Linked DNA regions of Sus scrofa: regions 1 and 3 are each linked to region 2. A link is a contact called in public HiChIP or PLAC-seq data. All regions are on one chromosome and are shown on one strand. Each heading gives the region's core, a stretch centred on a gene start, on an enhancer-like site or on the middle of the called end of the contact. The rest is flanking DNA. Distances are from core to core; before and after follow the strand shown. Region 1 overlaps LOC110260973 (a long non-coding RNA gene). Region 2 has its middle 24 kb from the start of MIR190A. Region 3 has its middle 24 kb from the start of TPM1.

Region 1 (2,700 bases), core at 10-2,509, 230 kb before region 2:
TGAAGCTGTTTTCTCATACTTTCTGTAATATAAAGAAATATTGATAGCTGCATCAAAGATGGTGCTTCCTCTGGCATATAGTAGTTCCTCTCACTTCTTTTTAATGACTTAGTTCCATCCATTAATAGTCTGCCTTCGTGGTTCTGCCTGCCGCCCCACCTGGACTAGCTAAGGGAAGACGGTGTGGTGTAATGGGAAATGCCCTGGGTAAGAGGCCAGGGACCCTAGATTTTAATGTGAACCCTGCTGCCCCTTAGCTACAGGATCTTGGGCAAATTGTTTCAACCATCTGGTCTTCAGTTCCATATCTGTAAAATTAGTTCTCTCTTTATGAAATAAAAATAAATATATATACTTGTCTCTGCCCCTGGTTCCTGACAGAACACCTTAAAACCCTTGTACATATGGAGGTTCCTGGACTGAAGGTCAAATCAGAGCTGTAGCTGTGACCTATACCACAGCCAGGGCAACACTGGATCCAAGCCGCATCTGTGACCTACGCTGCAGCTGTGGTGACACGGCATCCTTAACCCACTGAACAAGGCCAGAGATTGAGCCTGCATCCTCATGGACACTGTGAGTTCTTAACCTGATGAGCCACAACGGGAACTCCTGGAGGAACTTTTAAATTGCTCACCAGCAATCCAAAGCATGGCTAGAAGGTTCCCATGTGGCTCACAGCCTATGAATTAGGGCACTAAGGTGAGAAGGAAAAATGGAGCTCCAAGACTCCTGCTGTTGAGACCAACAAAATCCCTACGGCAAGTCCAGGGAAACTAAGAATAGGAGACAGCCAGGGGAAATCACAATTTTCAGACTGGGATCAGCCTTCATCAACTCTCCCAACTGGGAGGGGATGTCTAACTTGAAAATCACCGTGCTGCCAACTGGGCCCAAGTTCACATTCCTTTAAGCCGACAAGCTGCAAAACCGTAAGTTTGTGGAGAGTCCATGTGGGGACATGGGGGCCAAAACGACAACCTCACACTTATTGATAAACTTGAGGGTGGGCTAGGGGACAATGGGAGAAATACCAGTTCTGGAATTCTGTCCTTACCTATTCCTGCCTGCCCCTACTCCTTGCAGAATGGAAACCCTTTAGCTGCAGACAGATGATACCCAGGCATATTGCTGGGAATACCTAGAGTAAATCACTTCCTCCTCCAGCCCTGAGAAAAATCTCTTTCTGGCTAGGAGCATAATTCAAGCTGTCTACATCCAGTGAGCTGAGACTGAGACTAAGTATGGGGGGAGGGGAGAACCAGGGCTGATGGCCTGGGCCCCAAGAATGAGGAGCAGTGAAAAGAGATAAAGAGGCTGTGACTCTCGGGTAAGGAGTGCCTGCTTCAGACAAAGCCGGCTCCAAACCTCACAGAGAGAATATTTGCATTTCTCTAAACCTAAATAACTAAATACAATATACAAAATAGTTAAACCATGATTTTCTTAAGATCTCTACGTACACATAACTTTCTTGGAATCTTTGTGACTTCTAAAATGAGTGTCACTTCCTTACTCGAATTAGATTATATCTAGTAATTTTGGCAAAAATACTGGAACAAGCTGATAGGATCAGTGTAGGAGAACAAACAGTCTCCCTTGAGAGTAGGGAGTCAACAAACTTTCTGTACAGGAACTAAACAGTAAATATTTTAGGCTTTGTGGAACTAGAGTCTCTGTCATGGCCATTCCACTCCATTGTTAGAGCACAAAGAGCTATAGACAACACTTGAATGGATGTGGCTGCGTTTCAGTAGACCTTTATTTATAAACACTGGTGTTAGAATTTTACATAATTTTTTTTTTTTTTTTTTTTTTTTTGCTTTTTAGGGCTGCACTCATGGCATATGCAGGTTCCCAGGCTAGGGGTCGAATTGGAGCTACAGTTGTAGGCCTACACCACAGCCACAGCAGCTTGGGATCCAAGCCACATCTGCAACCTACAGCATAGCTCACAGCAACGCCAGATCCTTAACCCAATGGGTGAGGCCAGGGATCGAACCCACCACCTCATGGGTACTAGTCAGATTTGTTTCCACTGCACCAAGACTTCTATATAATTTTCATATGTTATAAACTATTATTTTTCTTTTGAGTTTTTTCCAACCATTAAAAAAAAATTAAAAGACATTTTTAGCTCTTAGGCTGCACAAAAACAGGCAGTGGCTTGAATATGGCCCACAAGCAATAGTTTGCCTGGTTTATAAAATTCCCAAGGCAAAAAAGCAATAAAGGGAACGTTTTATTTTGGTTACTGTAAGCCTTTCCTATGGCTCTGCTATTATAAAGTAAGACAATGGTGGTGGGGGGTATAGATTAGGAGTTTGGGATTAGCAGATACAAACTACTAAATATAAAATAAACAACAAGGTTCTACTATATAGCACAGGGAACTATACTCAATATCCTGTAATAAACCATAACAGAAAAGAATATGAGAAGAATATATATAATATATATGCAATATACCATATGTATATGTATATGTATATGTATATATATATATATCGGAATCATTTCACAGGACACCAAAAACCAACACAACATTGTAAATAAACTATACTTCAATTAAAAAAAAATTCCACTCAGGAAAAATGAACTACTTAGGGCTGTCTCTGGTGGTAAAAGTACCCCTGGATTCCTATCCTAAACAAAACCAAACCTTCCTGCCTCCTCTTTGATACTTAAAAACCCCTTTAA
Region 2 (2,700 bases), core at 83-2,582:
GATCAGGTTGCAGCCCATCCCAGAACCAGGCACCACTGGGAGGAATGGTGTTGTCCTGGGACCCATTGGGCCTGCCCCAGACTTGAGTTCGACGCTCCCAAAGTATTGCTGCGGCTCCACAGGGGCAGGGGAAGTAGATGGTGGGAGGGTGAAGTACAGAGTTTAGTCCAGACCCCTCCTCACCCCCACCCCAAGATTTGGAAGGAAGTGACTTGCTCAAAGCCATGTCCATCTGAAGTCCAAAGTCATGTTCCCCCCACCCCCGCCCTGTGTCTGTTCACTGTGCTGCCTTATGAGGCGAGAAAAGTGGAGGAAAATGTTTGGAGAATCAGATTTCAGATGCCCTTTAGCTGCAGGAGGAAACTCTGGCCTTCCTTTTCTTCCAGATGGCCTTCACATTCCACTAGGATTTGGACCATGAGCACCATTTTATAGCTCACAGCATCTGAGGTCCTTTCAGTATTTCATTAACAACCTCTGACTGGCTGGAGCCCATTTTTGGGATTTTGCTGAACAATGCTGAGTGTTGTCAGGAGGTTTCAGGATATATAGGATCAAGCTGTGTTTCCTTGCAGCTGTCCCAGGAAGGGAATCCTAAGCGAGCAACTTTCAGAGAAGCTATTGTAGCAATAGTGTTGCCTTGTGGGGCCATAGGAGTGGGTGGGGAAGGAAGGGGCAGCTGTGGGTAACTGTTTGCACACTTTTTTTTTTTTGGCCTCTTAAAGTTCAAATCAGCCAGAGTCCAAAACAGCTGATCCCCAGGTCATAAACACTGGTTGCCAACTGCACGGTCCAACGTTTATCACCTAGGCAATCTGTCTTCATTACATTTCTCATATCTCCACAGCTCGGTTTTAGGTGCTGGGGAAGCTGCATGTGACAAGATGTGATCCCTGCCTATGACCTAGATGAGGCTGCTGCACAGACGAAATATTACCTTGTCATACGAGACAGAGGGCTGGCCACGTGTGCTGAGAGGGCAGGGGAGACAGACAGTAATTCCAGTAGGATTTTACAACAGGGCTCCCCAAGGCATGAGGCTTGCAACATTTGTCTCTCAAAATACATCGCAATGAAAAAGAAAGTGCTCCAAGGCCAAAAATTGGGGCAAAACTGTATATTATATGCTCCTTTTTGAGAGATCCAATGTATATGAGCTTCTTATAGACCCTAAGACACCTCATAGAGGCATAAGGCATTTAGTTGTTTACCTTTAATATTAGTATTCTCATATTTATTTGCCCAACAAATGTCCCCCTTTCCCCCAAGGAAAACAGGAGTGCCCTATGAGTGTCCGATGGAACCACACTGCCCCCTGTGGTCACAACCTGCCAGGACACCTAGCCGGAAGGACAGCAACATTGGGTGCCAAGGGCTCTTCTCCCTGGAACCCAGGAACAGCCCAAGTGGCAGAAGTGCTTTGTCAGGAGCCATCTCCTCGGCAAGCACAGCCATCTCCTCCAGGATGCACACCTGAGAAGGGGGCCGCCAAAGTGCCCATGGTATCCGAAAAATGTGCCCCATTCATCAGGTGAGCTGAGGGTGAACCAGAAGGCAGGGAGGGCAGGCGTGAAGAACGTGGGCTTAGGCAGAGTGCAGCCAGCCTGAAGGGTCTGACTCGTCCCTCTAGCTTCGGGCAGCTTTGTGGTCCTCTTTCTGCCCTTTCTTTTCTGTCTACCTGCAGAGGCCACAGATGCGTTCTGTGCTCCCAGCTGCTTCCCATCTACTGAGGGCCTACCCCAGCCTGCCTCTTTTGTGGGAACCCAGCCCACGTGGGCGCTCCTGCCCTGATGCCCTGCACCCTCCCAGCCCGCAGCCCCCTGTGGGTGACTTGTGTTATTCTCACTTTCCCTTGCAGGAGGCTGCATTCTTCAGGAAGGTCTAAGATCTTTGAAGGGAAGGGCTGGGCCTTTTAGTTTCTTCCCATCTTCCCTAATGCCCACGGAGTCCAGGCTGCCTCTCCTTTCCCGCTTCCCCACAAGGGCCCTATAATATCAAGCTGCTGGAACCATAGGACTGGGGCCCTGGCTCAGGCCCCTTCTCCCTCTGGGCTGCCCCAACACCCAGGCCGCAGTTGCAACACGGCCTGCCTTCAGGCCCAGAAAGCACTTCTTCAACATTCAGTTCTAGCCTTAATTGAACCAAGCTTTTGTTTCTAAAAGTAAATCTCCAGAGAGAAAGGCCCAAACGGACAGGAAGCTCCTGATCCAGCCACAAGTGCTGACGTCTGCTTTTGTCCCCGCCAGGTGCCAGCCCCCCAGGCACTCCTGCTCTGGGGCCCTAAGAGCTTCTTGTGTGGGACGTTAAGGCAGCATAGCAAAGCTGCTGCAGTCATGGCCTGCTGAGGGTGCAGAGTGTTCAAGTAAAAACACGGTTGAATTTCTCTGAGTGCAGTTTAGACTTGATAGAATTGCCGTCTGAGAGAACCGCCCCCCCCCCCCACCCCCGCACCCTCAAACAGGATTTTGGAATCACCAGGTGAGAATAAAGCCAAGCTGGGCTCCTGGTAACCTGCATGTTAAAAGCTCCTTAGCCAGGTGCTCATTCAGTGACCCTCAGGACACTGTCCCCCTCATACACACTTGGACTTGCCACCCCCTCCTATGGTTTCCGCTGGCCCCACCCTCCCTGTGCCCGACTGCCCAGCAGGCCCATTCTCATGTCCCAGCCTCCACCATGTGTCATGTGGCTCCCTTTGCT
Region 3 (2,700 bases), core at 109-2,608, 160 kb before region 2:
CAGGCCGGCAGCTGTAGCTCTGATTTGACCCCTGGCCTGGGAACCTCCATATGTGGCAGGTACAGCCCTAAAACAACAAAAGGCCAAAAAAAAAAAGTCATATTTGTTTCCCTGGCTGGGTTGAAAACTTGGGAGTCAGTGCAGTACCTTAAGTGTCCCTGGATTCCCTGTACAGCACAGAGACTGGTGTAACACGGGTGTGTGGGCAGAAGAGGACTGTGAGTGGTCTGAGCTTGTGCTTTGGAGCCAAACACTCCTGAATTTGAAACCTGGTCTCATCACTTCCCAGTTGGGTGACTCTGGAAATTTCTTAACCCCCTTAAGCCTCAGGGTATCCCTCTGAAAATGGGAATAGCGACTTTCCTACCTCCTATGGTTATCCTGAGGCTTAGTTGTGACAGTGTTTGTGAAATGTTTAGCACAGTATTAGTTGTAGATATTCCATTATTTATCTGAACAGAACCACATCCTTGTCCTGTTTCATGGCAATGACCTGCAGACACACCAGGTGGTGTGCACTGAGACACTTGCAAGGTTCTTGCAAGGTGGTGTTATGTTAGGTCAATTTCTAAACTTAAATGAGACACACTGTGGAAGGCCCTCAGGTCCCTGAGCTGCCCAGGAGGGAAGAAGGATTAAGGAACCCATCTAAGCTAAGAGACTTGGAACATATGAAACGGAGACCTTCAACTGTCATTCTCCTCCTGGACGGTGATGCCCTCTGGCAGATATTTCCTGCACTAATAGGGTGGTAGTGACGGCCCTGTCCTGAAGCAGCTTCCATCAAAAGCCCAGGAGCCTGAGCGGGGGGTGTAACCTGAGCCCTGGCTCCTGCTAGGGAGAGAGCACCAGCTTTGTGAGCAGATACCCTGGGGCTCAGCTCTGCTCGGGAGTGGCCTAGAGGACAGGTCCTGCCTCTGCAGCCTGGAGAAAATGCATGGGCTGTGGTGGGCTGGTGGTTCGTTCCTCTCTGCCCACTGACTTTTTTTTCTTTCTTTTTTTTTTTTTTTTTGTCTTTTCTAGAGCCGCTCCCACGGCATATGGAGGTTCCCAGGCTAGGGGTCGAATCGGAGCTGTAGCCACCGGCCTACACCAAAGCCACAGCAACGCTGGATCTGAGCTGCGTCTGCAACCTACACCACAGCTCACGGCAACGCAGGATCCTTAACCCACTGAGCGAGACCAGGGACCAAACCCGCAACCTCATGGTTCCTAGTCGGATTTGTTAACCACTGAGCCACAACGGGAACTCCTGCCCACTGACTCAATTATCTTTCCTGGCCCTGAAAGGCACCTCGGCTATGCACTGCTCCCCTGACCACAGCATCTGCTACGTGGGGCCCTGGGAGGCAAGGTCTACAGCCTGTGTTCCATGCCATCAGTGGGGCAGCCACTCGACAAACATTATTAAGCTCTGACTCATCTCTGGGCACCGGGCCAGATGTGCAGAGGACAGGAAGCATGTAAAAAGGTTCTTCATTCCACAGTCTACACGCTAGCGGGAAGAGATATGATTGCTATTCAGCCGTTAGTAAATATATGTCCTGAGTGTTAAATGACTGCTTGAGAGGGCACGGGAGGCGCCCCTAGAGTTGACCGAGATGGTCAAGGAGGGAAGCTCAGAGCAAGCAAGGGGTCTTTCTACGTTAGGCTGATTCCCTGCCCTTGCAGGTGCTTATCTATCTGCCAGGTCCACACAACCAGCGCTGGTGCCACCACCAATTGCCAGGGTTTGGAGGGGGCAGGGTCAGCCTCTTGTCCAGACTAATATGAGGGTGTAGTTCTTTGAGCAGCCTGGGATGAGGTTTGCAGATCACATCTCATGAACACCCTAGGCTCAAGGGCAACCCTTAGAAAAGGCAAAACAGCATGGAACAGCTTCCCCAGCTCCAAGAAGAGAGAGGAGAAAAAAAGGTGGTTCCTGCTTGGGACAGGGGTAGGGGAGGGATGGAAGCCACCTATCAATGCCCAACAGTGACATGCGAAGGAGCTACCTTGAAATCACATCTCCCAGCCGCAGTCAGGCCTTCAGTGGACTGCAGCCCTAGCCAACATCTTGACATCATAAAAGACCCAAACCAGAACCGCCAACCTAATCCACTCCTAGATTCCTCACCCACAGAAACTGTGAGAGATAATAATTGTTTACTGTTATATGGCACCAAGCTTTGGGGTAATTTGCTACACAGCAACAGATAATTAATGTAGAGGGGTACACATCGATTGGCTCATGTGTGAGGGCCGGTGAGAGTCCTCTTGACATTTTTACTATCCATCCTGATGGAAAGTCCTTCATCTTGAGAGAGACAAAGGGAGAAGTCACAGTGCCTCTCTGACCTCTGTAGAGCTGGGAACAGAGAAGAGACAACCCAGGCTGCCTTGGCGGCTCTCAGCTGTGCTACCCAGCAGTGCTTTGACTGTTTCTGCCAGGAGTAAGCACACTTCCTTAGAAGCCCAGATAGGGGAGTTCCCATTGTGGCACAACAGAAATGGATCTGACTAGTATCCATGAGGATGCGGGTTTGACCCTGGCTCAGTGGGTTAAGGATCTGATGTTGCCATGAGCTGTGGGCTTGGATCCTATGTTGCTGTGGTTGTGGTGTAGGCCAGCAGCTGTAGCTCCGATTTGACCCCTGGCCTGGGAACCTCCATATGCTGCTGCTGTGGACCTAAAAAGCCAAAAGGCCAAAAAGCCAAAAA

The links. HiChIP or PLAC-seq counts read pairs in DNA pulled down with a chosen protein or histone mark.
Region 1: a contact with region 2 is called in an H3K27ac HiChIP or PLAC-seq map of skeletal muscle, with 5 times the contacts expected there. The contact joins two enhancer-like sites. A contact is called at or near these places in 2 of 47 Hi-C or Micro-C datasets (embryonic fibroblasts and fetal heart ventricle) and 1 of 2 datasets of contacts at active chromatin or transcription factors (skeletal muscle).
Region 3: a contact with region 2 is called in an H3K27ac HiChIP or PLAC-seq map of skeletal muscle. The contact joins two enhancer-like sites. A contact is called at or near these places in 2 of 47 Hi-C or Micro-C datasets (embryonic fibroblasts and skeletal muscle) and 1 of 2 datasets of contacts at active chromatin or transcription factors (skeletal muscle).

Annotation. Positions count from the first base shown.
Region 1 is chr1:108,973,177-108,975,876 of Sscrofa11.1, forward strand. The region is part of intron 3 of LOC110260973 (a long non-coding RNA gene); the gene reads right to left. Among named protein-coding and RNA genes, the nearest start is that of TPM1, 41 kb to the right of the region's middle. Within about 2 kb of position 1,260, at least 13 of the 83 cell types and tissues checked have an H3K27ac peak or open chromatin away from gene starts, as enhancers often do. A contact at or near this core is called in skeletal muscle, where this site is marked.
Region 2 is chr1:109,200,354-109,203,053 of Sscrofa11.1, forward strand. No RefSeq gene overlaps it. Among named protein-coding and RNA genes, the nearest start is that of MIR190A, 24 kb to the right of the region's middle. Within about 2 kb of position 1,333, at least 12 of the 83 cell types and tissues checked have an H3K27ac peak or open chromatin away from gene starts, as enhancers often do. A contact at or near this core is called in skeletal muscle, where this site is marked.
Region 3 is chr1:109,038,898-109,041,597 of Sscrofa11.1, forward strand. No RefSeq gene overlaps it. Among named protein-coding and RNA genes, the nearest start is that of TPM1, 24 kb to the left of the region's middle. Within about 2 kb of position 1,359, at least 17 of the 83 cell types and tissues checked have an H3K27ac peak or open chromatin away from gene starts, as enhancers often do. A contact at or near this core is called in skeletal muscle, where this site is marked.